2 separate regions of the Ovis aries genome follow, and region 1 is linked to region 2. A link is a contact called in public Hi-C data. All regions are on one chromosome and are shown on one strand. The core of a region is the stretch at or near the end of the contact, and the rest is flanking DNA. Distances in the headings are between cores, read along the strand shown.

Region 1 (6,243 bases), core at 1,872-4,371, 56 kb before region 2:
AAGAGCACAGAACCCAGGGGCTGGAAGAAATCAGGCCCTGAAACGCTGCACCCCAGCCCACCCCCATCCAGGTCATCCTTCCAACGCACCCTTCCTGTGGGGTGCATCATCACCCAGCCACGCTGGGAAGGACAGGCACCCCCATGTCATCCCCTGCTACCCTCAGCTTCCCCTGCTAGGAGCTCCGGGCCAGCTCCTTCCTGTGCAGCCAGGTCAGAGCTATGAGGTTCCCATGACAACGGATGACAGCCGCAGAGGCTGCTGGCCACAGGGTCAGGGGTGAGGAGGTGTGGGTGTCAGAGCAGAGGAAAGGAGGAAGCCCAGCACAGAGGTGGGAGAGGGGGCTGTATTGAAGAACCCCCAAATTATAGCTCCTTCTTGATGTCTAAACCCCTAGGAAAGGCCTAGAACTTTGGCTGATTGATGCTGGAAAGGACTCCTTTGCATCCATTGGAAAGACTAGACAGGGGGACTGGTTACACCTTTGATCGCGTGATCACAAAGCCAGCTACCAGGTTACAGCTTGGATGGAAGTCCTAGCCCCCTGCCTCTCAGCCCAGGACTCTGCTGCCTCAAGGCTAAGGTTTGGGGGATAGGAGTTGGGACCCAGATGTCCCCAGGATGTGAACAGGTCCTGAAGCTCTCTAACCTGGCCATTCTGCAACTTGGGTTCCCCGTACTGTAATGAGTGGTCAAGGCCCCAGAACAGATAGGTCACTTCTGGGAAGCCCAGCCCCCTAGTTCCTAATTAAGAGCACGTTTCCTTGGGAAGGGGCCTGGTAAGTAGCATGATCATGTTCTCTTGCTGACTCTCTAGCCCAGCCCCAGGGGTCCAGAATGCGGTTGGGAATTTGTCCTACAAACCCCGGTTGAATGGAATACCTCATTGCAGACTTAAGTTCCTTCAGACTGTCCAGGTTCCAGAACCATCACTGGCTCCCACTGTGCCTGGAACAAAACACAGTTCACTCATCCTGGAGCTTGAGGTTGACACCACAGTCTTGTTGGCTCTGCGCAGTGTGGTCTCCTCACTGCTTGAATCTCTAAGTCTCCTAGGTAAGCAACACAGTCATTCAAGGCTCAGTTCTACTCACCCCTCCTCTAAGAAGCCTTCTTGGCTTTTCCCATCCACATAGATCTTTTGTTCACTGGGGGACACAAGGCTTGAGAGATAACAAGGACATCACCCAAGATGTCTCATTCCATTCTCAGAGTATCTCTGGGAAGCAAAGCCAAGAGAGAGAAGCTTCTTGTAGAAGGGTATGCAGCCTGTGAGAGTCAGCTTCGAGGCAAGTCCCTTTTTCTCTGGGGGGCCCCTCTTGGCAGTCACCAGCCTGTGACCTTGCAGTTGGGATCCTCCAGCTGAGATCCAGGTCCTTTTCCAACTCCTTGTATATAGAGGGCCACCCCATGTTCTCTGGGCTTCCCAAGTGGTACAGTGGTAAAGAATCTGCCTGCCAGTGCAGGAGACACAGGAGACTCAGGTTCGATCCCTGGGTCGGGAAGATCCTTCGGAGGAGGAAATGGCAACCCACTCCAGTATTCTTCCCTGGGAAATTCCCATGGACAGAGGAGCCTGGGTTTGCAAAGAGTCAGACATGACTGAATGACTGAGCAGGTACACACGCACGCACACACCCCATGTTCTCTACCTCCACTTCAGCTATTTATTCCACATTATTGAGTACCTAACATGTTCCAGGTAGACAAGCCTGTCCCCTTTGGAGCTTACTTTCTAGCTGGGAAGACCAGCAAGTGAACAGAGGAGGGTTCATTCAGTCTGATCTCAGCAGGGCTGTGATGGGAGCATCCAGGGCAGGGGGTACAGAGAAGAGAGTTCTCCAGCTGGACCTACAGAGTCAAGGTGGATGCCAACCACAGCTCAGCATCCCTTAGGTTCTGCCTGCTTAGGAAACTGTACTCCCATATCTAACCTCAGTCCCACTGGCAGCAACCCCTGAAAGACAACTGGCCGAGGAAGCCCAAAACCCAGGCCCCTGCCCCGAGCGCTGTATTAACCAGCAATCTCACCGTTTCTGCTGGGGATGGCCCTCCCTCCATTGTCTCCACAGACCCACCAAGATGGTCAAAGGGGCTAGCTGGACCACAGGCCCAGCAGGCCTAGGACAAACAGATCCATTACACCCCTCTTTGAGCACCCCCCAACCCCTCAGCTCTGCTTTTGGGATCAGTGGGGTCTAGCAGGTGGTAGGTAGACAGGCAAGGGTCAGAGCCCCGCCTCTCCCAGCTGCTGAGCCAAGCTGGGAACAGAGGAGGGAAAGAGGCCCCAGGATTGCTGCTTGGTCCTCAGGATCCCCAAAGGCCACAAGGAAGGGAAGAGAAAATGAGAAAGAACTCAGTCTTGGCTTCTCAAATCCTCCCACTCGTCAGAACCACAGGGGCTGCAGGAGGCAGGGCGGGCTCCTAACACAGGACCCAGCGTCCCTCCTGGGGGTGGGGGTTGGAGCACTGGGCACCCTCGTGATGAAGCCGGCTGCAGGGCGATTAATCTTGTGAGGCCTGTGCGTCAGCCCCCTACTCCTCAGCCTCCCATGGTCAACCCCGCCCGCGCTGCCCCGGGAGTTAATCTCCGCTCCGGGGACTTCTCAGCCGCTGTCACGGCTGCATTAATTCTGAGGCAGAGGGAGGCAGGCAGGGGTGGTGGGGGGAGTAGATAGACTCCTTGGGAAGGTTTCGTGGTCAGCAGCTGGTGAGGAGGGGGTCCCAAATAATGGGGCCTGTGTCCCCTTCAAGGCTCAGCCCTAGATGAGGGGAAGGAGGGGGTGTCTGTGTTATCCCCCTCAGACCACCAGAGCTGGTGCACCCCCTAGCCTCTAGCCCTCAACCGACAGCTGAGCCCCAAATGCAGTTTGCAGTTTTGACGGCAGATGTCTCTCCTATTATGATTTATCAAAATGCTTAAGGTAAATAATGCACACAGATTCATAGGAGAGGAGGGGGTGGTGGAAAGTGGGAGGGACTGAAGGGGTCAGGGGGGTTTGGAGCCAAGGGCTCAGAGCACCCTTGCCCCTGTCCCCAGCCCTCCCCACTCAGGCCCAAGGCTTGACCCCAGCCTGGCCCTGGGGAAAGAGGGCTGGGGTGACATCAAGCCTACCCAGCGGCCTGCTAGAAGCCGGTCCCCGGGGTCAGGGAGCCAGTGGACCTGTCTCGCTGGGGCCCCGCCAGGCCTGGGAGGCGGCCACCTGGGGGAAGTGGTTGAGCCAGCCTCAGCCTCACACCTCAGCCTTGTTTCCATGGCTTCACTGCGTCCTCGCTCCCCAGGGCTCCGTCGCCTTATCAACAGCGGCAGCGGGCACTGCCCTTGCCCTCACCCTCGCAGTCACTCCCCCCGGACCCTGGCAGCTGCCTGTGGATCCCACTGCAGCCAAGCCAACTCAGCCACAGGCGGTGCCCCTTCCTGGGCAGCCTCAGAGCTGGGTGAGCGGCTAGGAGGGTGATGGGGACAGGTCAGGGAGGGGCGGGGGTGTGTGGAAGGGCGGAGGCTTCTGCAGATTCAGGCTGCAGCCACTTCGGGGCCCCTATACCTGATCTTGTCATTCCAGGGGAGGGGTCTGTGATCCTGGGCTCCCTTCTCATCCCCCCACCCTCACTCCACACTGTGCTCTTTGTTTCCAAACCTTCCTGGGCCTAAGAAGTTTTGGTTAGAGAACTTTATTGGGCTTTCTGATTTGAAAAGCAATACATATTTACTGGGAAAAAAAAAATAAAATTAAAAAAATAGTCAAAAAGTGCAGAAAAGTTTAAGTAAGTAATGTCTGACCCTAATCCCGCATCTGCGCAGGATCACAGGCAACATGTGGGGTGGGGGTGGGGGGGTTCTTCCAGCCAAAGCCTGAGGCATCACCAGGTATTTATCATCTGAAAGCAGAGGAACCTGGCTTTGTGACATTGTGTATGTCTCTCTACTTCTGCCTCTCTGAAACTCAACTTTCTGATCTAGAAAATGGGATAACTGATCATTGCTGTCCTCACAGGGTTGTGAGGATGGAGTGAGCTGGTAAATGCAATGGACTGACCCAATGCCTGGCACACAGGCAACAAGCTCTGCCTCTTGTGAGGCGGCGATGTCATCAGCACCTCTGACCAGGGCAGAGATGCAGAATCTGCAGTTTCCAGCAGGCTGGGAAAAGAGGGCTCTTTTTGGTACGTTTCCCCTCACCTGTGACTGGTACGTCAACTAGAGCTGGAAACACACAAGAGGGAAAACGTGCCCAGAAAGAGGAGATAATGTGTGTATTCAGTCCATGGAAGGTTTCTGGTGCCAGTGACGCCTCACTGAGCTGCAGAACACAGCCCTGAAGCCAGGCCATGTCACCCAGAGTGGTCAGCAGTGATGGGGGTGGCACTGGGACAATAGACATGGCCTGCAGGGTTAAGAAAGCTCCTGAGGAGGTAGCACCTGAAAGGGGAGGAAGGCATCAGTCAGGGAGGAGAAGGTTGCCGGAAACAGACTACATCTGGACCTGTTGCTGGCCGCCAGAGCCCAGCCCAAGCCCTGCCCCCAGCCCAGGCCGGAGCCCTGGAGGGCCTGGCTCCCCTCCCCTGGGCCCACCCCATCTTCACGCCCTGCTGCCTGGAATCTGAGGCAGCCCTTGTTCTCTGGCAGGAGGGGAATTTAATGCCGCTGAGGGATGGCAGGTCGACAGGCGAAGAGAGATGAAAGTGTCTGCTCTGGCAGCTGGGTCGATGGCCTCGGGGGACCCTCCCATACCCCCTCTATCTTCCCCAGCCATTCTCCACTCGGTGTGGCAGGAGGAGCCCTCAAGGGGCCCTCGGGGGAGATGTAGACCTCGGGGGACAGGATTCCTTGCAGGGCTGTGTGAGCTTGGGGGGCAGCTGGGCCTCTCTGTGTCGCTTAACTGCCTGCAGGGTGCCTAGGTCAAGGTCTGTATTAATAACATGCTGGTGGCTGCCTGCTCCTCCCCGACCTTGGCTGTCGTCAGTACAAGGTGGTGGGTGGGTGGGTGGTGGGGGCCAGGGCCAAGCGAACAGTGACCTCCATCCATCCATCTCCGGCACCTGGAGGGAGTGGGAGCTGGGGCTGCAATCGGGTCAGGCCGAAGTGGCCTTGAATGCAGCAGAGCCATGGGGCCACCACCACCGCCTCTGTGACAGCAGAGCTGGGCTGGCTCTGGGAGTAGAGACTGGGGCCCCACAGCAGAATCTGCCTCCAGGCCCAGTAGCCCCATGTCCCTGTTGGAGGTGCTATGGGTTTTGGCACCATGAGGTGACCTTGTTGCTCTGCAAAGCACCCCACCGAGTGCCTCCCCCTATGGTCCCTGGTTATGTTGCCCTTTTTTCCTGGGAATAGAGAGGCAAGGGCATTTAGCTGAGGTCATCCACAAGGGCACACACACACACACAGAATGTGGCTTTGACACATAGTGACCAAGAAGAGGGAAGAACCTATGTGTCTAGACTCAGACTCCCAGGCCCTGCCTTCTTTCCCATCCATGGCAGCAAGTGATCCTCCCAGAGGCCTGGCACAAGCATCTGACAGCCAGGAGTCCAAGTTCTAATCAGGTCCCTTTACCATCTTGCTCTGTGACTTGGGTGTGTCTGCAACTCTCTCTGGGCTTCAGTTGCTCATCTGTAAAATAGATCATCTCTATCCTGATGATTTTCTGGAGCCAAAGAAGCAAATTTATTGAACAAATTGAAACCATCCCAGATTGAAGACAGCCTCCAACTAGCCTTGGGCCAAGGAGAAGTACCCAGACAGAGCGCCTAGTTCCTGGCCCACAGTCACCCAGTATATTACAGGGGCTATCCTGCTTCCTTCCTGCACAAGGACAGTAGGCTCACAGCAGGGGGTCAGAGGCCCAGTCTGGCATGCTGAGTCAGGTTCAGGGCATGAAACAGGGGCCCCAGTTTGAGTAGGGGATAAGGGCAGCAAGGGACTAGGTCAGGCCAAACCCCACTGCTGTGGGGGGGAGGGGGCGCCTGGCAGGCTCTGGGCAGGCTGGGGTGGGGAGAGGCCTTTGGCGGCCACAGAGAACAAAGAGGCTGGGGTTGCCAGGATATTCTGCAGAGCTGAAGCCGGCGGTAGTGGGGCTGGGAGAGGGGCTGTGGTGGCCGTGGGAACTGTGCCTGCTGCCCCCACGCCAGCTCCCCCGCCCAGACTGGGCCTCAGGGCCAGGCTGGGGTAAGAGGGGCTGCCAGGGCCCTCGCTCTGTCCCCAGAGTGGCACGGCTGTCAGGGCAGAGACCCAGGAAATGCTGT
Region 2 (6,569 bases), core at 3,691-6,190:
GGGCGCCCTGGGCAGCCTGCGACCCTCACTGTCCGCTTGGGGCCAGGTGGTCATTTGGCGAGGGTCAGAAGGGTGAAAGGGAGGGTGGGGAGCTACGCCCAGCCCAGGCCAGAGTACTGGCCGGCTGGGGCCAGAGATAACCGGCGCCTCCCGGAAAATCATTAGCATCTGTTTGGGCCGCGGCAAAGTTGGCCCGCAGGCGCCTCCGCCAGCCGGAAACGGCCCCTCACGCCCCCACCCAAGCACACAGGCTAAAGGAGCGTGCCCCAACCCTCCCCGGGGCCAGCTCAAACTGGTGTATCGACAACATCCACCCACCCAGGGAGGAGGGTCTGGGTGCAGGGCCGCAGGCCAGGCAGGCGGAGGTGGGGGTGGGGGGGGCGCTGGTCAGGCCTCGCCGTCGGGCGTCCTGGAATGGTGTGGGCGGCGCGGTCCGCGGTCCGCGCTCCGGGCGATCCAGGCCGGCTCTTAGTGGCGCCCGCACTGGCGGCAGCCCAGGGAGTGTGTGGAAATGACACCGCCAGGGCGGCGGAGATCCCCCCTCCTGACATTGGCTGGAAAGTGGAGCAGCTCGTCAGGGACAATCAATGGCGATCGATCGCTGCAAGGCGCGGACGGGCGGCGCGGGGGAGGGGCAGCGGGGCTGGCAGAGGTGGGGGCATCCGCGGCTGAGGTCAAATAACACGCAGACCCCATAAGGGCCTCAGCGGCACATGGGGTCACATGGACACACAGTCTGTACAGGGATGGGTCACTATGGGCCACAGCCCCCACCAAGGAGGCACACTCACCACATGGAGTTATTGCACACTACTACAGTGCCTGGCGTGCTGCGATTCATGGGGTCGCAAAGAGTCGGACACGACCGAGCGACTGGACTGAACTGAACTGAACAGTGTCTGACCCAAGTTATGGCAGGAGGTCAAGGGGTCAAACAAATGGTTCCCACGGACACACACAAATAACAATACAGCCACAGTATCACACAACCAGTTCACACCACCACCACAACCGGGGATCTACACTGCTGCTGCTACTGCTGCTAAGTCGCTTCAGTAGACACCTACAATTATCACCAAGACACAAAAGTCATGCATTCCACTAGCTGGTCTCAACTACATGACAGAAGGGAGTCACATACTCTGGTTGCACAACAAAGTCACACAACAAAACAAAAAAGTCACAGAGCCGAATTATACACCATCACCTCAAAGAACATTGTCAAATTGGGCCTTAAAACTAAGAAACAACAGTGCCCCATATTGGCAACCCAAAAGGATAGAGAGCCCAGGTATACATCAGGGCCCCACACTGCCACAAATTGCATTTCAGCAACTAAGACAACAGATGCAGCTGAATCTCACCCCCCAATATGAATATAACATGGGAAAATAAATATTGTGGCACAGGCAAACCAGCATTAACTCTGAGGGCTCTTACAGAACCAATGAGCAGGTTAGGCACTTAGTACTGGGCCAAGCACCTGGTAAGCATTCAAAACACAGTGGGTACTGGGATTATTCCGTGGCAGTCCAGTGGTTAAGACTCTGCGCTTCCACTGTAGGGGGTTGTAGGTTCAATCCCTGATCTAGGAACTAAGATTCCACATGCCATGTGGCCAAAATATTTTGGGCTTCCCTTGTAGCTCAGTTGGTAAAGAATCTGCCTGCAGTGCAGGAGACCCAGGTTTGATCCCTGGGTTGGGAAGATCCCCTGGAGAAGGAAATGGCAACCCACTCCAGAATCCTTGCCTGGAAAATCTCATGGACAGAGGAACCTGGTGGATTGCAGTCCATGGGGTCGCAGAGTCGGGCACGACTGAGCGACTAACACACACAACACATACTAATTAAGTCATATCAATGTAATGATTATAACTACTTAATAACATCACTCTCTCCAGATAGGTCCATCCCTCTCCAGAAATCTGATTCATCTCAGCAACAAAACTAGTTCAGCCATTACACGCATCTGGGAAACACAATCCAAGCATCACAAACTCAAACTGCTATACTCATTCACACAGTGGTCACACATATCAATTCCCTTAGTACACTGCCACACTGGCCACACACACTCTGGGACTTTGGTGGGGAAACCACCTCCAATCTCTCATCAGGTACAGCTCAACTAGTACATAGTTACTGGCCCCATTTCCTGCCACTGTCACAAGGTTGAGAACACAGGAGGCCCAACAATGATATACTCAGTTCCAACAGGGTCCCAGAACCTCCCACGAAAGCTCCTTAAAGACCATGGCAAATCTGTCTCTCCATTGCTTCATTTCCCGTATAGAAATGGAGGCATCAGCTCCAGAGCCCTCCCTATTACAAATCTAAATCAGGAAAGAGGGCTGGCCCCAGATTAAAAAATTCAACCCCCAACCCCCAGACACCATTTCCTAGTGGTACATGTGTGTAGGAACAAGGTGAAGATCCTTCAACACAGCCTTACAAGCCACTCCTGTGGTTCCAGTTGTAGGGCTAGCTGGGCTGGAGCCCTCATTTCCTCCAGTTAAGGCCTTGGCCCTCCCAGGGGCTTCCAGTAATCCCTTGCAGCCAGGGAGCACCCCGTAACTGTTCCACCAGGAAAGACTTCAAACATTCTCTTGTCTGGCTGTGTATCTGACTAATCCCTCAACCTCTGTGCCTGGATCCCAAATCTTGCCAGTTGGTCCAAATTCCAATACCTGCTCCCCTTCCAGAGCAGGTATTTCCCTTCCTCCTGCACACGTGCATATACACACACAGGCACTCTTTAAGAGCTGCAGAACCACTAGGTAGCCTGTGACCTAGGATGGAGGAAACCAAGGATCCTGGGCTATGGGCAGTGCTACAATTACCTCTCAACCCTTATTGCTTCCTCCAGGTAGGATGGAGAAACAGTTGTGGGGGAGGTCTGGCCTCTATCCACATCATCCCCACTCCCAGGTGGCTGGAGGCTGCTCTTCCCAGCATTCCATTCCAGGTTTTTATCCACTAGAAAGGGTAGCTGGACCCCTCATTTGTTCCCCAAAAGAAACAGACACAGACCCTGTACAGGGACACACAGGCTGGCTAGGCATGTCCATCTAAATGCCTGTTTTTTGGGTAAATTTTTGCAGGCCTTGCCCAAATGGGTAAGGTATAGGCCTCAAAGGGGCCCAGACAACATGCCCCAAGTCCCTGGGTTTCCTGGGAGATGGTCCTGCTCAAAATCCTCTGGCTTGTATAGGAGTCCAGCAAAGATGTGCAACTACCTAGGCCAACTTCCCTGAATCCAGGAGCATTCACAGGCAGCTCCAACCCTTTAATATGTTAAGGCCATTTTCCACCAAGCATTGCTATGGGCCAGGTTGGGTCAAGTACCCATTTTCTAGATGAGAAAACCAAACAGAGAGAGAAATTTGTTGCCCAAGAATATACAACTGAAAAGTTATGGGTCTGTGATTCAAATCCGGATTTGACTTCTGTTTCTCAAAGGCTACAGTTTAGGCTCACACCCATATGCATAAACACTAAGGAATGTCCATGCTCACAATTCTCTCACACTCTCACAAGTTCCTACACACATGGGCAGCCCCCTCCCACACACACACACACAAGCAGGCCTACACTCTCCCACGCCTGGGGCCTGTCAGCCACATTCTCCATGGCTCCCTCCCTCCAACAGGGACAGTGGCAGGCAGTCCACATTCCCAGGTTTCTGCCCTGACCCTGCCGCCACCCCCCTTCCCCACTCAGAGCACACATTCCTCCTGCTACAGCCAGATAACCAGCCCCAGGGGGAGGCCTGAGAGAAAGCAAGGCATTCTGGGGGCCAGACTGCTGGCCTTACTCTGGGCTGTTTAAGCTAGTTCTATTCCCTGATCTAGCATGGTAGGAAGTCAGAAGCTTTCCCTGTAGATAGTCCCCATCCTTTCAGCCACACCAGACCCAAGGTTTCCCTCCTTATTCCAGGGCTGAGAGCTGGAAGCTGAGAGCTTCACACTCCAGGAGGACTCCAAGGGTCTCCCAACTCACCCTTTGGATGCAAAATCCCTTATACAGTTAGTAATTAAAGCAGGACCTAGGGAACCCCCAGGACTCCCCTCTCTGCCACTCTAAGAGTCTCACAATAGGTAAAAGCATAGGTTCCATGCACCAAGAGCCCCTAGGCAGTTTTCCCCATCTGGGGATAGTAGCAGTTAAATTCTCACAGCTCTGCCTAGGGTGCAACCACTTGGTGGGTTCAGCAAATCTGGAGTTATTTGCATACCCAGATGGCTAAGCCTGGAATTTCAAAGAATTCCCCAAGAAGAGGCAGCTGGCTTCCGGGTAGTGGCCCTGGAGGCTCACAGCTGTTGGGCTGGAAGACTGGGGACTGGGGCCCCTAAACACAAGATAAGATTGAAAAGGACAAGGGAATAATATTTCCCAGGTCTTATTACCACTCCCAGCTCTGTTCCTCCTGTCCTCAGCCTCCATCTCTCAGGTATGAAGTCATGTCCTGGTTGCCCAGAGTAGGTAGGCAGGCAAGACTAGTTGGCTAGTCATAGGGACTGCCTAATCTTTGGGGAAAGGTTAATGGTAGGCACCAGGCAGAGAAGTACTAGAAATATGGGGTCCCTTTATTCACATGAAGTAACAGACAGGTCTTTGTGCCCATGCAACCTAAAGCTAGGTGGCAAAGGCCCTGGCCTGGTCCTTACAAACCTGTCCACACACATGCACATAGCTACTATACCAATGCTGAGGGGAAAAGGTGGCTTGATACTTCTGGCAGACCTTGGGCTAGAATACTAACCTGTTTCCTTACTGTGATTAAGGCTATGATGGAGCGTAACTGAGCTAGGCACCGGGCCACCCAGTTCTGGATAATCTGTAAACAAAGCCAAGCCCAAACAGGCCTCCCCAGCCCAACAAAAGCCCCTCCCAGGTTCTGTCCAAGCAGATTTACTGACCACCCACTTCATGACTGTTATAGCTATAGGTCACCACTGCCCTCTGCTGGCAACTCAGGTACTAGCATCCACTCAGACAGCTCACTCTCTACCCAAGCAAAAGCCCCTTTCAGTCACCTCCTCCATCTGAGGGCACAGAAACTTAAACCTACTCAACTGTTAGTTAAAGTTAGAGGGTGGCAGGGGACAGGATAAGCAGGGAAGAACCCAGGGACGGTGTTAAGAGGAGAAATCACAAAGAAATTCTGCCAAATCTTCCCAAAATTTACACCCCAAACTTGAAGGATCCTTTCTATCCAGCTTGGAAGTTAAAAAACTGGAGAAGGCAATGGCACCCCACTCCAGTCCTCTTGCCTGGAAAATCCCATGGACAGAGGAGCCTGGTGGGCTACAGCCATGGGGTCGCTAAGAGTCAGACACGACTGAGCAACTTCACTTTCACGCACTGGAGAAGGAAATGGCAACCCACTCCAGTGTTCTTGCCTAGAGAATCCCAGGGACAGGGGAGCCTGCTGGGGTACCATGGGGTTGCAGAACTGGACACAACTGAAGTGACTTAGCAGCATCAGCAGAACCTTCCCCTTACTCTGTCTTATGCTCTTTGCCCCCTCCAAAGAAGGGCCAGGCTTAGATGACCCAGAGCCATTCTTTGACAAAGCTCAACTTCTCTGGCAGATCTCAGAAAGCCTTCGTTCCCCTGGTTCCTTCTGTTACACTGTAGCAGGTGACTGAAAGTCCTGGGCATCTCTGAAATGCCATCTTCCAACTTTTACTTCAACACCCTGCAAGCAGCCACACCATTCAAAGACGGCAGAGATGTAGAATGTAGGTGGAGGGGACACTGCCCAGAAGAACCAGTAGCCCCTCAATTAGCTGGAGGTAGATCCCATGCCCCAGCTGTCAGGGAGTTAATCTAGATTTGCTAACTCAAGCATGGAACATCTCACCCCTGAGCTGGCTCTGGAGCCCAATTGTCAGTTTGTATTTGTGTATTGTTTCTAGAAACCTCCAAGTCAGATGGTCTAGGCAGCAGCAGCTATGGAGCTTCCAAAGCTACCTTCATTTCCTATGGAAAATCAAGGGTGAAAAAGCTGGCCAAACCCTCCCTACTCGTAATTCTTGTTCTCTAATAGGCCCTACAATTTATGGTAGGGGAGTATCCTTTAAGAATCAAGATTCCTAAGTATTTAGGAAGAAATTCAAATAGGAGAACAAGTGACTCAGGGCAAGAAGTGAGGTGCCTGGGAAAATGGCTGCTGTCTCAGCTCATATCCTTAGAGAAGTCTGAAAAGGAACACAGCACACTAAGGCGGGCACTGCTCTTCTTTGGACATCCATCACCGGAGGCCTGACCTGGGCACTTAGTAACTTTTTCTTCACTTTGCCAAGTGATCAACCATTTGTTTTCAGTGTGCACCGTCAGGTCATCAGGAACCCCAGCCCCGGAAAAGGCCATTCTACTAACAACTCACACTGGAGGTTGTAAACAAACCCCCACGCAGCGGAAAACTATTAAACTGCTATTCTGGTGATAAGACCTTCATATCGTTCTTCATCTGATGAGAGGCAGTTTGAAGACAGGCATCTGAAGTTTGCTCTGGTTAAGATGCAGCTCCACAAAAAATTCAAAGATGAAAAGTAATCACTT

The links. Hi-C and Micro-C count contacts between places; a contact is called where the count stands out from the background.
Region 1: a contact with region 2 is called in a Hi-C map of hypothalamus, with 3 times the contacts expected there. The contact joins two enhancer-like sites. A contact is called at or near these places in 7 of 16 Hi-C or Micro-C datasets (blood, hypothalamus, mixed tissues and 3 more).

Annotation. Positions count from the first base shown.
Region 1 is chr5:48,549,604-48,555,846 of ARS-UI_Ramb_v3.0, reverse strand. No RefSeq gene overlaps it. Among named protein-coding and RNA genes, the nearest start is that of CXXC5, 42 kb to the right of the region's middle. Within about 2 kb of position 3,121, at least 11 of the 54 cell types and tissues checked have an H3K27ac peak or open chromatin away from gene starts, as enhancers often do. A contact at or near this core is called in hypothalamus, where this site is marked.
Region 2 is chr5:48,495,297-48,501,865 of ARS-UI_Ramb_v3.0, reverse strand. No RefSeq gene overlaps it. Among named protein-coding and RNA genes, the nearest start is that of CXXC5, 13 kb to the left of the region's middle. Within about 2 kb of position 4,940, at least 8 of the 54 cell types and tissues checked have an H3K27ac peak or open chromatin away from gene starts, as enhancers often do. A contact at or near this core is called in hypothalamus, where this site is marked.